Linked DNA regions of Sus scrofa: region 2 is linked to region 1. Evidence: chromatin contacts called from public Hi-C data. All regions are on one chromosome and are shown on one strand. Each heading gives the region's core, a stretch centred on a gene start, on an enhancer-like site or on the middle of the called end of the contact. The rest is flanking DNA. Distances are from core to core; before and after follow the strand shown.

Region 1 (3,364 bases), core at 378-2,877:
GCAACAATCGTAGTAAACGTTCTTGGCTGAAAGCTTCTGTTAGAGACAAATTCTGCACACACACCCCCACCCCCAGTTGGCCACACATCTAGTTTCTGATTCCATAAATCAAGAGACCAGAATTTGCATTTCTAGCAAAGTTCCCAGTGATGCTGAACCTCCTGGTTCAAAGACCACTTAGAACCAGTGATCTACTTACATTGAGTTATACGATTTTTTAAAAAATTAAAGTTGTGCTTGCATTAAAGTGGCTGTTTATTTTCTCAGCATGATCTCAAACTTCGCCCCCCCCACCACCTCCACACCCCATGCCCCAGCTCACCCTCCTCTGGACTAAAAAGCATGGTGTTACTCTCTGCAATGACTCTGGCCCTCTTCAGAGTATTTGTGTGGACTTACTTTCATCTTCTCAAAGTTACCAATTTTCTGGTGCTGTTCCTCAGTGCAAAGCACCAGCCAGAACACATAATGAAGCCTTGCCTGATACTTAAATGAGGAGTGGAGTGGGGGAAAAGAAGCCAAACAACACCCCCCCCCCGATTTTCTTTCTTAAAGGACAAACCTGCAGCATATAGAAGTTCCCTGGCTAGGGTTCCATCTGGAGCTACACAGCTGCCAGCCTACGCCAGTCACAGCAATGCCAGATCTGAATGTCATCTGTGACCTATGTTGAAGCTTGCAGCAATGCGCAATCCTTAACCCACTGAGCGATGCCAGGGACCCAACCCCACACATCCTCACAGACACTATGTTGATTCTTAACTCACTGAGCCGCAGTGGCAACTCCCCAAACCCCTGATTTTTAATTATAAGAAGGGATTTTAAATAACTGCATAAGGGACCCCAAATCCCAGGCAGAATGCCCAAGAGACAAGTGGCTTACAAGATCCAAAAAAGATGGGGCAATATGTTTAAGACCGATCTAAACACAGTTTACAAGTCGTGGTGAAAGCATGTCATAGTGGGGAAATTAAAGATGGGGTTTTGGACGGACCGGGATGATAAATCTCGTGGATAAAATGAGAGCCTCTTGTTTACGTAGCAGATTCTGATCTGTATCATTCAAATTAGCGTGAACTAGCATCACACTGTATCTTGATGGTCCCCATTTTATGGATGCAAATTGAGACTCAAGGGAAGAAGGGAGATGACCAGGTGGGCCATGATGTAGATCCAAGATTGGAAAATTAATCTGCAGTTCCAGAGACCAGGGTCATTCCATCACACAGTAGCAACACGTGGCCAGGAAACAAAATTGTCCCTGGAGATCCCTCCCCAGACCCCGAACCCTCCACCAAGGCTACCGCCGCCTGGGGAGGCTCGGCCCAGGAATGCTCCGGGCTCTAAGCAGCGCCCCCTGCGGGCCACAGTGCGCAGGCGCGGCGCGCCCGTCCCGCCCCCGCCCCCCTCCACGTGCGGCGCACACCTCGCGCTCCCCTCTGCGGGGCTCGCCTCGCGCCTCCCTCCCTGCCTCCTCCCGCCCCTCCGGTCCGGGTCTCCCATTGGCTGCGGGCTTCGTCCCTCCGACCGCGGCCCGGCAGGCCCCCGCCAGGCCGGAAGTCCCACCCCTCAAGAGGCCGTCCGCCCTGCCAATTGGCCCAGGAGCCTGTCTGTCGGGGCGGCGGGCCCGAGTCGGCGGCGGGGGCCCGCGGTCGGTGCGCGACCCGGGCTGGCGGTGGTTTCCGGTTCCGCGGGGCTGGCGGGCGGGCGGGCGGCCGGGAGCGGCGGCGGCGGCGCCTGACACACAATGAGGGCGGCGGGGAGGCGCTGAGCGGCGGCGGCGGCGAGCGACGCGGGGCCCGGGGGCGGGGCGGGGCGCCAGCCATGGACAATCAGGTGAGGAACGGCCGCGCAGCCCGCGCCGCCCGCCCGGCCCCCTCCCTCCCTCCCTCCCTCCCTTCCCCGCCCGCCTGGCCCGGCCCTCCTCGGTCCTGTCCTCCCCGCCCCCGCTCGGCGCCCGCCCGCCCTGCTTTGTGCGCGCCCACTGCTCCCCCGGCCTTTATGTGGGGCGGGGGCGCCCTTCCCCCACCTGCGACCCTCAGCGGGTCAAAGCGCCTCGGACTACCCTGGAAGCCCCGGTCTCCCGCTGCCCAGAGCCCCCTGGGACTGCCCTCGGAGCCCCGGTCCGTCCCAGATCCCCGTGGGACGTCCCTTGTGACCCCGCTTTAGCCCAGAACCCTTTGGGACGCTCTTCGGGACCCCGGCCTGGCCCACATCCCCCTGGGACGCCCCTTGTGATTCCATTCCGACCCGGAGTCCCCTGGGACCTCTCTTGGCACCCCCGCCCATTCTTGAATTCCCGCAGCCTCCCTCCCCGCAGGGGACCCTTCATTCCTCAGATCCGGTCAGTCCCCCGTTCCTCTCTGAACCTAGGGCTGGTTGGTGTCTCCTTCCTCCTCTGGACCCTTGGCCCCCGGTCCCCTCAAACTTCCTGAGCCCCCCAGCCTGCTGCCTCTTCTAATCATTCAGCCTTTGCTGGGGTTTGAGTCTCCCCAGAACTCCTGGGACCTTGATCTGCAGCCTCTTCCTTTCTTGAACCCAGGCCCACCCTAACCTGTCCTCTAGTCCTTTTTCAGGCCTGAGCCCTCTCTCCCCTCTGATCCTGCCCCTGTCTCAGCCTGAGCATCACTTTCTCCTCAGACCCTTTTCCCATCAGGAGCCAGGCCTGCATTGAACATCCCCCTTTTTGGACCTAGGCTTGCTTCTTCAGATCTTTGACTCACTCTGCTGCTTCAGGGTTTCAGGCCCTGGTCACTCTCCCTTGGACCCAAGGGGCTGTGTCTTCACCTTCAGATCTTCTCTGTGATCGGGCCCATGGGCCATTTCTGCTCTGACCTGGAGCTCTAACACCCTTGACACCAAATGCCTTACTTCTCTCAGCTTGAGCCTTCTTTGCCTCTGTGACTCTGATTTTTTTGCTTCCCTACTTTTTTCCCCACCAGTGTTGAGCTCCTTGATCTGTCTCCTCTGACCTCAGTTGTCCTCTCTTCACAGGCCCAGTCTCTTCAGAACCCCTGTTTCTCTTCTTAGGTTCAGGATCACCCCCTTCCTCCCACCATCCACCAGTTTGATGCTGTGGCATTGACCACTGCCCTTTCCCTCAGCACACCCCATTTCCCCTGCCTTCGCCAGCATCTTGGAGCCTCCACCAAGAACCTTGCTGCAAACCTTGGGTGTTCCCCAGCCTCCATAAACTCTCCCCACAGCCCCTCTCCCTTTGATCTGGAAAGCCAGAGCCAATCCTGGTAAAACCCAGGTCATTCTCCTCTCTGGTACCCAAGCCCCTTCGCCTCCTCAAGCCCAGGACCATTGGCTCATTTACCTCTTCATCCTTCCCTGCTGCCCCTGAAGCGGGGGCGCCAGG
Region 2 (3,364 bases), core at 300-2,799, 43 kb after region 1:
TGAGGAAACTGAGGCAGGAGCTGGTAACATAACCTGCTTGATGTTACCCAGCAAGTACAGCAGCCAGCGCTTTCCAAAGTCCGCCTCCTCGGCCACTGTGTTCCCTCTGAGTACCTCTCAGTGGGCATGGACCATTATGTTCAAGAGTTAAAGGTCCATTTTCAAAGAAAGAAAATGTCCCTGGCACCCCCGACATCCAGACATAGCCCCATACTGACAAGCGTCTCTGGCTGTGACCCACAGTGCTCTGGTGACCGTCCCCATGCACCTGACCCAGGCAGGTCTGAGTTCATGGTGGCGCATCCTCCTGGCCTGGGCAGAGCAGGCTCAGAGGCAGGGAGGGCCCAGCAGGGGCCACCCACTTCTTGCTGCCAGCCAGAATCATAGTCTGCTGCCACCTTCCCTTTGCACCCAGAACCCTGTGGTTTTCTTTTCTCTTGCCAAGATTCAGCGAGGTCAAGTGGCAGGTCCAGTGTCACAAAGCAAGACAGCAGTGAAGCTGCTTTGGCATCCGGGAGACCTCAGGCCCCAAAGCCTATGGTTTCCAGCCCACGTCGCCCTTTTCTTAACACTTTTTAAGTTTTTCTCTTCTAACTGTAAAGGGTGATATATGTGGGTTGCAAGGAATTAAAGCCACTTCCTCAGTCTACTTCTTGAAGTAGCCACTCTAACCACTATCAGTAACCTTCCAGAAACAGCTTTGTTTTGGTCCCATGCCCACAGCATGCAGAATTTCCAAGCCAGGGATCAAACCTGCGACACGACAATGGCCTGAGCCACAGCAATGACAATGCTGGATCCCTAACCCACTGAGCCACCAGGGAACTCCAAGAAACAACATTTTTTTTTTTTTTTTTTTTTTGTCTTTTGTTGTTGTTGTTGCTATTTCTTGGGCCGCTCCCGCGGCATATGGAGGTTCCCAGGCTAGGGGTCTAATCGGAGCTGTAGCCACCGGCCTACGCCAGAGCCACAGCAACGCGGGATCCGAGCCGCGTCTGCGACCTACACCACAGCTCACGGCAACGCCGGATCGTTAACCCACTGAGCAAGGGCAGGGACCGAACCCGCAACCTCATGGTTCCTAGTCGGATTCGTTAACCACTGCACCACGATGGGAACTCCAAGAAACAACATTTTTTTCTGTGTGTGTGTGTGAGAGAGAGAGACAGAGGCAGAGACAGAGACAGACACAGAGAAAGGGAGAGGGAGGGAGACAGAAGTGCAGTTTTAAACTAAACACCTGTGGGCCTTCCTCTGTCAGTACATGGACCTGCCGAGTGCCTGTGCTGTCTGTGTAGGTGCCCTGTAGCTCAGATGAGCTATGACTGCCCCTGCTGAGTGGCACTGTCGCTGCTGTAAGCCGCCTCAGTGGCCCTCCCCGAGCTTTTGTTTACTAGGTCGGTAGACTCGATCTTGGAAGTGGAATTTCAGGTGTTTGCTTTCAGATGTATTTTTCCATGTTTATTCCTTTGCTCTCTTTCCTGGGCAGGAAAGCACCCTGTTCCAGTTGGCCATGGGCCAGGGACCAGTGGGCTGGGCTTGAGGAGCTATGTGTGCAGGAAGAGTAGGGCCCTGCACATGACCGGGACTGCAGTGTGGTTCTGTGTGGCCTTGGCAAGTGATTAAATACCATGAGACCTCAGTTTCCTCTCCTGACAGGTGGTGAGAGCAGTGACTGATGCTTAGAGCTTTGGCGGATGAAATAGGGTGCCTCATAAAGCCTGTTGCAACAGCAGCTGGCCCCAGGGAAGGCTGGTGAGGGCTGCTGGTGGTGGGGTGGCGCGTGGCCCTGTGGCCACAGAGGATCCTGGGGGACAGAGCTGAAGGGTGGCACTGGGCCTGCCTGCCCCCTTTCCCCAGTACCAGGATAGAGTCAACTCATAGGTAGTCAGTAGGTGCTTGAATGCGAAGCTATGAGCAAGCCTGGGGTGGGGCCGAGCATGTGTGTTTAAACTTTTAAATATAGAAAACCAAAAAAATATATATAGAAGTAAAGAGGCCAGCAGAGCAAACCGTCACAGCCCCCATGACCCAACTTCAGCTGTTACTCACCTGTGGAGTGTGCTGTTTTCTTCTCTGCTCCCAGGATATTTTGAATCAGGTCATAGGCATCCTTTTTTTTTTTTTTTTTTAATCTGTAAATATTAATTTAAAAAATTTTAATAGGTATTTTTACTGGGCAAAAAAAAATATCAGATACCCCACCCTGCATAGTCCTCCTCCTTTCACCCTGAGCCACTGTTGTTCTTCCCTGTACAGTGTGTGTACCTGTCAGATAAACATGGCCTCTGGTAGCAGTCCTTGTCCTACGTGAAGCAGCCTGCTTGGGTATCGTACATACTCTTCACACGGGGATGCCATCACCATGGCAATCAGCAAGTCTTGTTCCTGGAACCACTCAATCTAAAATGACTTTTGCACAGTGCCTTGATTGTCACTGCCGTGGCAAGGGTTCAGTTCCTAGCCAGGGAACTTCTGTGAACCGTAGGCTCCACCAAAAAAAAAATGACTTTTGCAACTACATACGTACGTACATACATACATACATAAAATGACTTCTGCATGTACCTAATGTCATTAACTTTCTCTTGGTTTTTACTAAGTCAAGGGAGAGAGAGGCACATGGACTAGAAGTTTAATCTAAGAGAGGATGTTTGTTTAATTATTTTGCCCCTTTGTGCAAATATTAATTTTTTTTTTTAGGCCCTCACATGTGGCACATGGAAGTTCCCAGGTTAGGGGTCACATTGGAGCTACAGCTGCCAGCCTACACCACAGCCACAGCAACACCAGATCTGAGCCATGTCTGGATCCTTAACCCACTGAGCGAGGCCAGGCATCAAACCCCACGTCCTCATGGACACTAGCTGCATTCATTACCGCTGAGCCACAATGGGAACTCCTGTAAATATTAGTTTAAAGTAATATTAATATTAATCTGTGTCTGTAAAAAGATAAGACTTTTAAAAAACCCAAACCTAATGCAGTATCTTCATATCTAGAATTAATAAATTAATAATTCTTTAAATCATCAAATACCAGTGATGCCAAATTTTCCCATGTTGTCTCACACATATTTTGTAATAATTTGTTCAAATTAGGATTCAGATAAAGTCAGTGCATTGCTATTGATTGTTGAATCTCTTAAGCTTTATTTTTTTTCTCTCCATTACTCTCTTCTTCTCCCCCACCCCCCGCAGAGCATTTTAAGAAGCTATATTGTTGTCCCAAAGGGCTGTTGCTGACTGCAGCCCTGTAAACTGGCAATTAGGTCTAGTGCCATGATCAGATTCACATTTACCTGGTTTTCCTTAAAGCTCAGCATATGCAAACTCCGGGGCCTCTCTCAGGGACTGTCAAACAT

The links. Hi-C and Micro-C count contacts between places; a contact is called where the count stands out from the background.
Region 2: a contact with region 1 is called in a Hi-C map of liver, with 2.9 times the contacts expected there. The contact joins the enhancer-like site here to the promoter of MLLT1 in region 1. A contact is called at or near these places in 2 of 5 promoter capture datasets (fetal liver and liver), 13 of 47 Hi-C or Micro-C datasets (adipose tissue, blood, brain and 7 more) and 2 of 2 datasets of contacts at active chromatin or transcription factors (alveolar macrophages and skeletal muscle).

The regions. Positions count from the first base shown.
Region 1 is chr2:72,779,323-72,782,686 of Sscrofa11.1, forward strand. It overlaps MLLT1 (protein ENL), which reads left to right and starts at 1,628. Exons shown (of 11, transcript XM_021083993.1): 1 at 1,628-1,836. The coding sequence starts at 1,825.
Region 2 is chr2:72,822,087-72,825,450 of Sscrofa11.1, forward strand. The region is part of intron 3 of MLLT1 (protein ENL); the gene reads left to right. It overlaps LOC110259353 (a long non-coding RNA gene), which reads right to left. Exons shown (of 3, transcript XR_002341684.1): 2 at 2,053-2,135. Among named protein-coding and RNA genes, the nearest start is that of MLLT1, 43 kb to the left of the region's middle. Within about 2 kb of position 1,550, at least 17 of the 83 cell types and tissues checked have an H3K27ac peak or open chromatin away from gene starts, as enhancers often do. A contact at or near this core is called in alveolar macrophages, fetal liver, liver and 2 more, where this site is marked.